3 separate regions of the Pan troglodytes genome follow, and regions 1 and 2 are each linked to region 3. The links are chromatin contacts, called in public Hi-C maps. All regions are on one chromosome and are shown on one strand. Each heading gives the region's core, a stretch centred on a gene start, on an enhancer-like site or on the middle of the called end of the contact. The rest is flanking DNA. Distances are from core to core; before and after follow the strand shown. Region 1 has its middle 98 kb from the start of MIR3937. Region 2 overlaps BCOR (BCL6 corepressor). Region 3 has its middle 240 kb from the start of MIR3937.

Evidence for each region. A called contact is a pair of places that touch in the nucleus more often than the background predicts.
Region 1: a contact with region 3 is called in a Hi-C map of stem cell-derived neural progenitor cells, with 2.6 times the contacts expected there. The contact joins two enhancer-like sites. A contact is called at or near these places in 1 of 7 Hi-C or Micro-C datasets (stem cell-derived neural progenitor cells) and 1 of 1 other capture datasets (stem cell-derived neural stem cells).
Region 2: a Hi-C map of stem cell-derived neural progenitor cells shows a contact between it and region 3, with 4 times the contacts expected there. The contact joins two enhancer-like sites. A contact is called at or near these places in 1 of 7 Hi-C or Micro-C datasets (stem cell-derived neural progenitor cells) and 1 of 1 other capture datasets (stem cell-derived neural stem cells).

Annotation. Positions count from the first base shown.
Region 1 is chrX:40,184,021-40,187,475 of NHGRI_mPanTro3-v2.0_pri, reverse strand. No RefSeq gene overlaps it. Among named protein-coding and RNA genes, the nearest start is that of MIR3937, 98 kb to the right of the region's middle. Within about 2 kb of position 2,010, at least 8 of the 24 cell types and tissues checked have an H3K27ac peak or open chromatin away from gene starts, as enhancers often do. A contact at or near this core is called in stem cell-derived neural progenitor cells and stem cell-derived neural stem cells, where this site is marked.
Region 2 is chrX:40,511,147-40,514,341 of NHGRI_mPanTro3-v2.0_pri, reverse strand. All of the region lies in intron 1 of BCOR (BCL6 corepressor), which reads left to right. Among named protein-coding and RNA genes, the nearest start is that of BCOR, 91 kb to the left of the region's middle. Within about 2 kb of position 1,426, at least 6 of the 24 cell types and tissues checked have an H3K27ac peak or open chromatin away from gene starts, as enhancers often do. A contact at or near this core is called in stem cell-derived neural progenitor cells, where this site is marked.
Region 3 is chrX:40,321,068-40,324,447 of NHGRI_mPanTro3-v2.0_pri, reverse strand. No RefSeq gene overlaps it. Among named protein-coding and RNA genes, the nearest start is that of MIR3937, 240 kb to the right of the region's middle. Within about 2 kb of position 1,762, at least 4 of the 24 cell types and tissues checked have an H3K27ac peak or open chromatin away from gene starts, as enhancers often do. A contact at or near this core is called in stem cell-derived neural progenitor cells and stem cell-derived neural stem cells, where this site is marked.

The DNA of each region.
Region 1 (3,455 bases), core at 761-3,260, 140 kb after region 3:
AGTGGTACAAACTGGTTCCTACGGGGAGGCTGTTTGTACCTCTGCCTCCTCCCACTCTTATCACCTTTCCCCACACCTACTACCATAGCTACTAGCAGGCTGACTCCACAGACTAGGTGGAGGGCTTTGGACATCCCAGTCTCAGGTACCAGGCAAAGGGCAGCCTGGTGCAGGGAACCCAGCAAGACTCTGGTTTCACATCAAACGGTGGTCAGTTTCTGCAGCAGATGTTCTTGGTGGCCTGCCCCAATTCCTTTGACACTCAACAGTCCAGAACGTTCTCTGAGGGCATGAGAACCCCACCTGAGGGCTTGGCAGCAATGCCCTTGGGAACATGTCCCAGGCAATGATATATGGGAACTAGAGGATAAATACCCCAGCCCCCTCACTCTCCAAGTGGGGTAACATTGAGGTATCTTTTATGGAGTCTCTCTGAGAAGCTCAGTGGGGTTGGCCTCCAGTGTCTCACTCTGGTGACCTCCTTTCCTAGTTGCTTCCCTTCCCTGCCCACTTCCCGGCCCTCAGATAAATCCCTTGGCCCCAAATCCTTGCTTCAGGGGCTGCTTCTGGGAGAGCCCAGCTGAAGACACCTTCTCTTGGTCACTTTTGCTTTCTGACCTCGGGCAAGTTCTCAAACCTTCTAGAGCCTTTCAGAGGTGTTGTATGTGAAGAGGCTGACCCAGGGGAGGTGCTGAACAGCATCTCGATGAGTAATCTGACTAGGAAAGATTGAGGGAGGACTAGTTATTATATATTCCACTCCCACACACCTGAGGGATTCAACACATGCCAGATTGCAATTGCAGTGGGGAACTTTCCAAACCAAATCTGATCACTTAGGGGTGGCAGCCTGATGTAATCTAGAAAATTTCAACAGAAGCTTCGCCTCCCTTCCATCCCTGTTCCAGCCCACAGGGCAACTTCTTGGTCAGCGCAGGGGGTTGGTGAGGGGTATGGGTGGAAGGAGGTATCAAGAGTGCCTGGTGTGGCCGAGTGTAATGGCTCACAACTGTAATCCCAGCACTTTGGGAGGCCAAGGAGAGCGGATCACTTGAGCCCAAGAGTTCGAGACTAGCCTGGGCAACAGGGCAAAACCCTGTCTCTACAAACAAAACAAAACAAAACAAAACACAAAACCAAAAAACACCTAAAAATTAGTTGGGCATGGGTATGCGTCTGTGGTCCCAGCTACTCGGAAGGTTAAGGTGGGAAAATTGCTTGAGCCCAGGAGGCGGAGGTTGCAGTGAGCCGAGATTGCACCACTGCACTCCAGCCAAAAGAGTGCAGAGTCCTTCTTTTGGGATCCCAGGTCTCCCCATGGCCAAAACCGCCCAAAGGAGAATGCCCTTTGGACTGGCTCTGCCTGGGCTCCTGCTTGACGGCTCAGAATACTCCAGAACTAGGATGACAGGCCTGAGGGGGCTGTGGCTGGTCCTCTGGTTTGGCAAATGCCTTCACCCTACCTGGACCCAGCTCTGCCTCTTCTGTCTAGGATGGGACTAGGCTGGCCTGGGGGCTGGGGCGAGGGTAGGGGGCCTAGGGCGTCCTTGCAGAGAGGCAGAAAGCCCCTCTGCTTGCTCGTCTTCACCCTCACGGCAGGCCTGGCTGCAGACTTGTTTGCTTTCAGTCCTGTGAGCTTTTTCCTCATACACACAGCTGACTGATTTTCTTCTCAGAGTGTGTGTGTGTGTGTGTGTGTGTGTGTGTGTGTGGTGTGTGGTGTGGGTGGTGGGGGGTTGTCTGTGAATGAGAAAGAAGTAAATAAAATACCTCAGGCGGGTGGGTCTCTGTCCTGTGTGCCCAGGCTGCCAGCCTGGCACCTGCCCAAGGTCTCTGGGCAAAGCCCTGGTCCACGGAGGAGCAGGGCTGTCTGGAGGGTGCCGGGGGAGGTGAAGGTGTCTCTGAGTCTGTGACCTTACCATCTAGGCTCTTGGGTGACTCCCCGAGGTGGCTGGCTGGTTTTGGTGAGCTCCGAAGCTGAGGAGGCTGACGGGGCTGCCTGGGGCTGCCTCCCGCCTCTCTGCCACATTCTTTTTCTCAGACAAACAGATTCCTTTGCTCACTGGAACAGCCGAGCTGGAGGAGCAGCTGTGAAAACAAACACGCGGCAGCTGACTGGAGGGCTGCGGGCTGTTTTCTGGGGGCTGCCTGGGCCCACAACTCCCTTTCTCCCTTCCAGCCACAGTGGGTGCCCTGGCTCCAACCCAGGAAGGGGAGGGTGGCCCCGTACTTTTGCTGCCTGGGAGTGGGCCAGCCCTGCTCCCTGGGTTTTCCTCACAAACGCCGTCCTCAGGTGGTTCTTGGCAGGCCTGGCGCCTCTTTGAGCCCCCTGACCGGCTGTGACTGTCTCCAGCCAAACCTGGAGAGAAAATATTTAGAGAAGGGGCCCCTCTCCCCTACTGAACACAGTCAGCTTTCAGTGCATTGGGAGTGGTCCTGGGCTGCCCTCCTGAGACACCCTGGGGTGCCTTGGGTGGGGTGGTGCTCCTCTGAAAGGAGCACAGTAGGCCCTGGCAGAGTTTCGGACCCTCCCTGAGTCTGTGGGCCACGTGGACAGCATATCATAGCTCTGATTCTATTCTACAGCGAGTGACGAACCATTTGCATATTGGAACTGGAAAAGACCCCTCAGAGGTGAGGAAAGCGAGATCCAGATGGCGGCGGGGGCCCACAGCCTGTTAGAATATTCTGTCTTCTCCCCTTCTTGGTGTAGCACACTCAGCCCAGGGTTACATAGCGTGGGATTATCAGCCAGGGCGCCAAGGCCCCAGCCAACAGCTCGCAGCTCTGCAACTGGCACGCGTCTTCCATCTGGGTGCAGCTCTTCCAGCACCCGGCCACGTGATGAACAGGAGCCTAGCCAGGGATGACCTGCCCTGAACCTGAGCATACCCAGCCAGGGATGCCGAGTTGTCCCCAGGTGATCCCCTTGCAGTCATCAGTCCTTGGGCCTGGGCTGACCCTGGAGGCCATTGCTTCAGCCAGGCGGCTCTCAGCAGCTGAGACAGACCCTGATGGGGTTGAGAGCTGAGAGGCTGGGTGGCAGATCACAGTGTCACCATAGGTAATGGTGGTGATGTCATTACTCTAAGCTTGTGAGCACTTTGGAAGCAGGACTTTGACTGTGTGGCTTACCTGTCGCCCTGGTCCCCCACTGGTGCCTGACACCCACTAGGTGCTTACGGATTGTCTGTGGGAGGATAGGGTCATCCAAGCCCTCAGCTCCAAGCCTCCTTAGGAAATGTGCTCTGCTTCTAAGTTGGCAAGAGGATGGCCCTTTCATAGATTCTCAGGGCTAGAGAGAGAGGCCTGAGAATTTCACAGGGAGCAGGAGTCATTTTTGGCAGTATTTTTAAAAAAATTAATAGAGATGCTACGTTGCCCAGGCTGGTCTTAGACTCCTGGCCTCAAGTGATCCTCCAGCCTCAGCCTCCCCAAATCCTGGGATTATAAGC
Region 2 (3,195 bases), core at 177-2,676, 190 kb before region 3:
TCTCCAGCCACCGAGGCTGAAGGTGGAGTTGGGCAAGTCTGAGTGTATGTTCCAGCTTTGGGTCTGATTTTAAACTTGGTTTAATTGGAGAAACTCCTAGGCATTTAACAGTTCTGTACAAATGCAAACTTGAAATAGCTCGAGGCCTACGTCATTTAGGAAAGAATAAATGAAGTACAGAAATGTCCAAACTATGTAAATCCTAGCGTTGTCTGCCCTCCCATAAACACATGACAAGTGCCAAGGCATTTCCAGTCAAAACACCCGTGGAAGCAGCAGCCTCCATCCTTTGTATTTATTATTTTATTAACAGCATTTTACACAGCATTTAACAAGCACAGCGTGCCTGCTTTGCACCAGGACTCTAAGCAGGCGAAAGGGTGGAAAATGGATGGAGGTGGGGGAGGAGTGGTTGCTAGAGGACATCAACTAGAGAAATCTCATCAGATGGGTAGGGAAAGCAGCACCGGGGGTTTATTTCTACTGGCCACAAGGAAGACAGACATAGTGCTTTGGAGGAAGAAATCCTCTCTCCCATCCCAGGAGGAAAGTTGTACAGCTGTGATATGTCTGGTCTCAGCTTTGATTCCAGAGGGTAAAACAGGGTATGTTTCATGATACTCTGCCCATCGGTTATTGGTGATTTTCAAAGAATAAGTATTTGTCTGCTATCGTTATTCTGTATCCTGGCGGAAAGTTTATAACGAAAAGTAATGCTTTCTTAAGTCATAAAATGAGCCTTGTATGCTTATTTAATTAAAATCTATTTAAGGACCGATTAGGCGTGTAATTTGCACTAATAATGACGATTATGGAAATGTTCAACTTAACCAAAAATCATAAAGGAGACATTTTGATCAGTGGGGCGGCCAGTAAGTATTCAGTGAGTTGGGCAATTTCCGAAAGACAGGAGGCATTCCGCTGAGGGCTGCAGAAAGCACAGACCTGTCTGGCCTCTGTGACATGGCATGGAGAGGGGCAGACCTCCCTGTCCCGGCCCCGGCCCCAGCCCGGCCAGACCCCACTTTGCTGAGCATGGAAACCAACCCTGCGAGTCTCCACAACCTTTATTCTCGTGATGCTTCCTCGAGCTTCCAGAAGGAGTAAACTCTCGGAGAGGGCTGATGAGCCACACGGAAATCTCTGCGAAATGGCGGTGCTCTTTTGCTTTAACAAACAGCGCTGACAAACGCATGCTTCCTTGGCTAGCCTTGGCTGGATCCCGGAGGGGTAGGGGGAGAAGGGGTCCCTTGTTCCGGAGAAACCTGCCAGCTGCTGGGCTTGGTGTGAAGGCAGCAAAGGCAGACACAATGCTGCTGTTGTTGGTTTGATCTCTAACTGTGGATTGTTAGTCTGGCTTTAACTATGTGGTAAGGGGGGAATGTGAAGGCTGTTTACAGCGAGTGCAAATAATGTGACAGCTGTTGGCGCGCGAGCAGCGCTGCGCCTCCTCAGCACTTACACAAAGCGCGCACTATGCAGGCCCATGGACGAGCTGCAGAGGTGGCGGCCAGTTTCTGGCCAGCGCATCCCCAGATGAGAGAAAGCTCCACGGCACACCCGCCCTCCATCCCCAACACACATCTTTATGACTTCCCAGGATTGGGGTGGGGTGCAGGATGGTTTGTATGTTGTGGTTTAGGGAACTTGTGGTGAGGCAGAGGTGGCGGGAGAAGGCCCACGGGGCCGTGAGTGTCACTGTGTTGGTGGGGTTTGGCCAGGATCCGTTGAACTGGGTCCTCAGCTGTTTATGACAGAGTTTTTAAGATTTGTGAAAATAACTTTCAGCCCTAAGTAAGCTTGTTGGAAAGAATGTGTTATTAACTGAAAGCTTTCTGGAAATTGCAGAGGCTCTGAAGGCCGTTGTTCCCCTCTGAAATGGCCCTGTTATTCAGACAAGTTAGAGACAGGCGGGTGCTGTGTTCTGTGCACTCGACACTGTTTCCAGCTTGGAAATGCAAGTGTGCAGGTTCAGTACCCTAAGGGGGGTGTATTTTGGGGGGAAGGGAGGACAGATTGGCTTTTGATTACCCACATCCCTTAACCTTTTCTTCCAAGCCTTCCCGTTTTCAAGAGCACATTTGCCTTCAACTGCAGCACGCAAAGGTGCCGTCCTGAAGCCTGCCCACAGCACCACCTACTCCGACTTCATCAACTAGATGCCCACAGCAACAGGCTTTCTTTGAGTTCCTGGTACCCCGCCAGGCCCTGCAGAGAGGCGCCAGGGTGGGAGGGAGAGCAGTTGGTGGTGGCAGTTACCCACTAGGCCAGTCCTGGAGGTTCATGGCTGGCCCAAGCAGGTGGACTTAGGATGGCCAAGAATGTGGACCTGCCTCTGGACCGTCCTGGGGCAAGCTGGGTGTAAAAATTCACTCATCTCCCCCATGAGTCCCAAGGTTGAAGCCTTCCAAGCCCTGGCACCTGCCTGGTCCTCCCTGGGTTTTGGAAGATCATTTAGGGCTGACTTTGGTCTCTGGGTGTACAGCCTACAGGATATCTGCAAATCTAGTTCATTCTCTCCTGTCCCCCCCACCCTCAGCACCTCCCCTCCCTAAGTCTACTCTCTAAGTTTTAACATGGACTTCTACATCTAGTTGGGTTTCCGATGGGGAGCTGGGAGATGCTTCTGGAGTGAGACATGAACTTCGGTGCCAGTTCTATAAATTGGTCTCTTTTTATGACGTGTGCCATTTTCTGTAGGAATGTTGCTTGCAAAACGAGTTTCGCCTTGGAGGAAAGGCGGAAAGATAAACAAGCCTGCAACGCCAAAACACTGGCAGTCTTTCCCTCCTTCCAGCTCTCTTAAAGCAGCCGGGCTGTATTTCCAGGATTAGACTTGTGCATGTGAGGAGGGACTCGCGTTGGCTTTTTTTCCCCCAAGCAAATGCAAATTAGAGAAAAATAATTTTCTTTCAACGATATGCAATGTATTAGTCACTTGTTATCGTGCTCCGAGGCAGGCCTCATTTGCGCGTCTGCCAGCTCGCTCACATCTGCTCAGCGCTGTTCGGGGCATTTTAACCTTGGCGGTGTCGTGTCTAGTCCCATGGATCAAGAAGGAGTAATTAAGCCCTGAACAGCTACAAAAATTCATGGGCCCCCATCTATACCACAGTTGTTCCATGGCTTTGTTTTGGGTGCTCTGAGTTCCATGACTGAGTAGCAGACATGGGATTCCTATTGTTCCTTGTAAAG
Region 3 (3,380 bases), core at 513-3,012:
AGTTGTCACCCGGAGCCTCTGTGCGCGGCCTCCTCAGTACAGCAGTCTCAGGAAGGCTGGATTTCTTATGTGGCGACTGGCTTCCCCCATAGCAACTGTGCTACGAGAACCAGGTGAAAGTTGCATGCACCTTTCTGACACAGCTTTGGAAGCCACACAGTGTCATTCATGCTATATTGTATGGGATGAAGCAGTCATGAGCCCACTCAGATTCAAGGAGAGGGGACATAGACCCCAGTTCTTGATGGGAGGAGTGTTAAAGACTTTGGGGACCATGTTTTAAAATGGCCTCAGTTTCTAGTCTTATACAATTCTTCATGTAGTGCTTTATATTTTACAGTGTTGGTCATCTCTAATATTTATTTTGACCCTCACAACAGCCTTCTGAAAGGGGTAATGTTACTGTGCCCATTATGCCAATAAGGAAGCTGAGGCTCAGAGAGGTGACTTGATTTGCTCAAGCTTCTGTGGCAACAAAACAGAACGAAACAATGAAACACGCCTTAAACCCACGTTCCCAGGTAACAGGTTTTGAAGGTGTGTGTCACGAAGATGAGAAGTACAGAAAGTTGTTGTTCTTTGTGAGCAATTATCTTTCATACCTTCCAAAACAATGTTTTAAAATATCTGATGGATTGTTTGGGAGACCTGTCACTTACACTAAGACAAAAGACTAAACTGAACATACTCTTCATGGAGAATCTCTTGGGCTGCTACCTCTGGTCTTCCTTATCTCACTGTCGAATCTGCCAACAATAAAATGCTAATTCATCTAATACAAATGTGGAGAATTGTGGAAGTCAAGCTCAGCCAGACTGGCAGCTCACAGGGTAAATATTTGATCAGTGAGTAAAAATTCAAATTTGCACTATTTGCTGAAGGTGAAAAGTATATTAGGGAATGAATGTAATGGGGGTTAAGTAGGCCTGTAGGAGGTCTCCTCTAGGATTCCACCCCTGGAAGCCCACAGCTTCTTGCTGACCCAAGTTATAAGCAAGAGTGGGCTGGGCGGTTCCAACCAAGACCACCCTCCTGATGTGGCTCGCATTGGCTGGTGTCGTTTATGTGCACAGCCACAGTGAGTACCACACTGTCCCCCAACTTCTCCCCAGCTCGTTTTAGAGAAGTGCTCTAGGCATTCCTTTTCTACTACCAGGTAAGCCGGAAGCCACTCCTGGCTTCCCTGCTCAGCACCCAACACTGGTCGTTCTGGGCCATAACTTGTGCCAGGGGAAGTAGCTTCAAGGGGTTTGCAGCAGGGAGTTTAGGCCAGATGTCAGGAGGGGAAGTGAGGGCTGGGGTTAGCCCCGAATGTTTACTCAGTCCCCACGTTTCCCCAGACCTGTGCTGCTCCTCTTCAAGACCCTTAATATTAATCCAGAGAGAGAAGTCGGGCTGCCGAACAGCCTAGGCAAGTTGGGAAGCTGGCAGGTATGTGAAGAATGTGCTGGTTATTTCAACCACCAGGCTGGAGAGTGGAGCCGGAGCCCTGGATTCTTTGCGGGTGAAGCTACATGGCTGGGGAACAAGTAACAGCTGGTCACTGGCAACTCTTGGGAGGAAGGGGGGCTGAGCTGGCGGCTGGAGAGGAACACGTTCGCCACAGCCGATGGGCCAAGCTGTGGATATTTTGTGGTGCTGATTGGGTTGTCTTATTTAACTGTGGTTGGGCTTGTCCGAGGGTCGTCCTGGGCTGCCTAGTGCCCTGGTGGGTGGCACAATGAAGCCTAATGATCAGCCCTGCAGAAGCAACCCTTAAACAAGCCGGAAGCATGAGGCCCCCTGCAGTCGCAAGCTGTGATGGCCGTTGGTTCCCGGGACTCAGTGCCTGAGTGTAGGAGGAAAGCACAATGGAGAAATCAGACTAGCGTTCTCCTCCGTGGGCCTGGGCCAACTAAAACGCAAGGCTGGGCTAGGGTCAGACCAGGTTCCAGACAGGCATCAGCCTCCGGAAGAACAGTGAGGGGGCGACCAGGCCCCGAGGTAAAGAAAGAGATTGATCTGTCCAGATGTGCTAGAAGCCTAGACATTGAGGGAGGGGAGAGGGAGTGGCTGACATGGAGGGGCACCGCCCAGATCTCTCTTTGTGGAAGGCCTGGCTGCCCAGCTGCAGGCTGTGTAGTCTCCAGACAGCCTCCAGCTGTCAAGCCTTGGGCGTTTAAGAATGCCTCGGCCAAGGCCACACTCTCCTGGGGTGGCCCATATCTGGTGCTGAAGTGGGGTGGGGGGCCTGTTATAAAGGGCTTGCCTTTGCTGGGCACGGTGGCTCACGCTGTAATCCCAGTGCTTTGGGAGGCCGAGGTGGGCGGATCACAAAGTCAGGAGATGGAGACCATCCTGGCTAACACTGTGAAACCCCGTCTCTACTGAAAATACAAAAAATTAGCTGGATGTGGTGCCAGGCGCCTGTAGTCCCAGCTACTCTGGAGGCTGAGGCAGGAGAATGGCATGAACCCGGGAGGCGGAGCTTGCAGTGAGCCGAGATCACGCCAGTGCACTCCAGCCTGGGCGACAGAGTGAGATTCCATCTCAAAGTAAATAAATAAATAAATAAATAAATAAATAAATAAATAAATAAAGGGCTTGCCATTTTGGCCGGGAACTCTCCAGAACTCCAGAACTCTCTCCTCCAGGTTAGTCAAGACTCTGTTGGACCTGTATCCCAGCTTGACTACCCGCTCTGCCAAGTCCTGCTTGCCCCCCACTTCCTTTCACAGGATCTGATCCCTCACAAATTCCTCTTAACCCCCAATATCCATCTCAGCGTCTGCTTCCAGAGACCCCAGCCTGTGGTAGAGAGTCCTTGGGAACCAGCAGGACTCCAGATGCCATTTTATTACAGTCTGGGGGGTTTTGTCCAGTTTCCCTTAAATTGTTCCAGAGGTTTCCTCCACTGATTGTACTTTATTTCCCCTTGCTTTGAGAGATTATTCCAAACATAATAGACTCCTTCAGTAGGGCAACCCCTGCCCCCAACCACACATGAAATTTCTTCAACTCCATTGCATCCTCCCCAGACACCCTTCCTGCAGCCCTGAGGCCAGTCCTGCCCCTCTAAAGGAGACCTTTCCCCCCTTATATCTGTTCTCCTCTCTTGTTCCTGATGACTGTGGCTCTCTGCCAGGGTCACTCGTAAGGTGTCCCTCTGCACACAAAATCCCCATCTCCTGCCAGACACTGGGCCTTTATTGTTGGCATGGGGACAAGCCAAATCGCTTGGCAAACCGCACACCGGCCCTTAGTCACTGTCTCATCACTGTGGCCATCGCCGCTGCCTTGATCTTCCCTCTCCAGCTCTCAGTCCTCACCGTATTCTCTGCCCTCTTCCCCTGGCACAGACGGGGCCAGCCTAGGAACCCCAGATGTCACCTCCTGAGGGC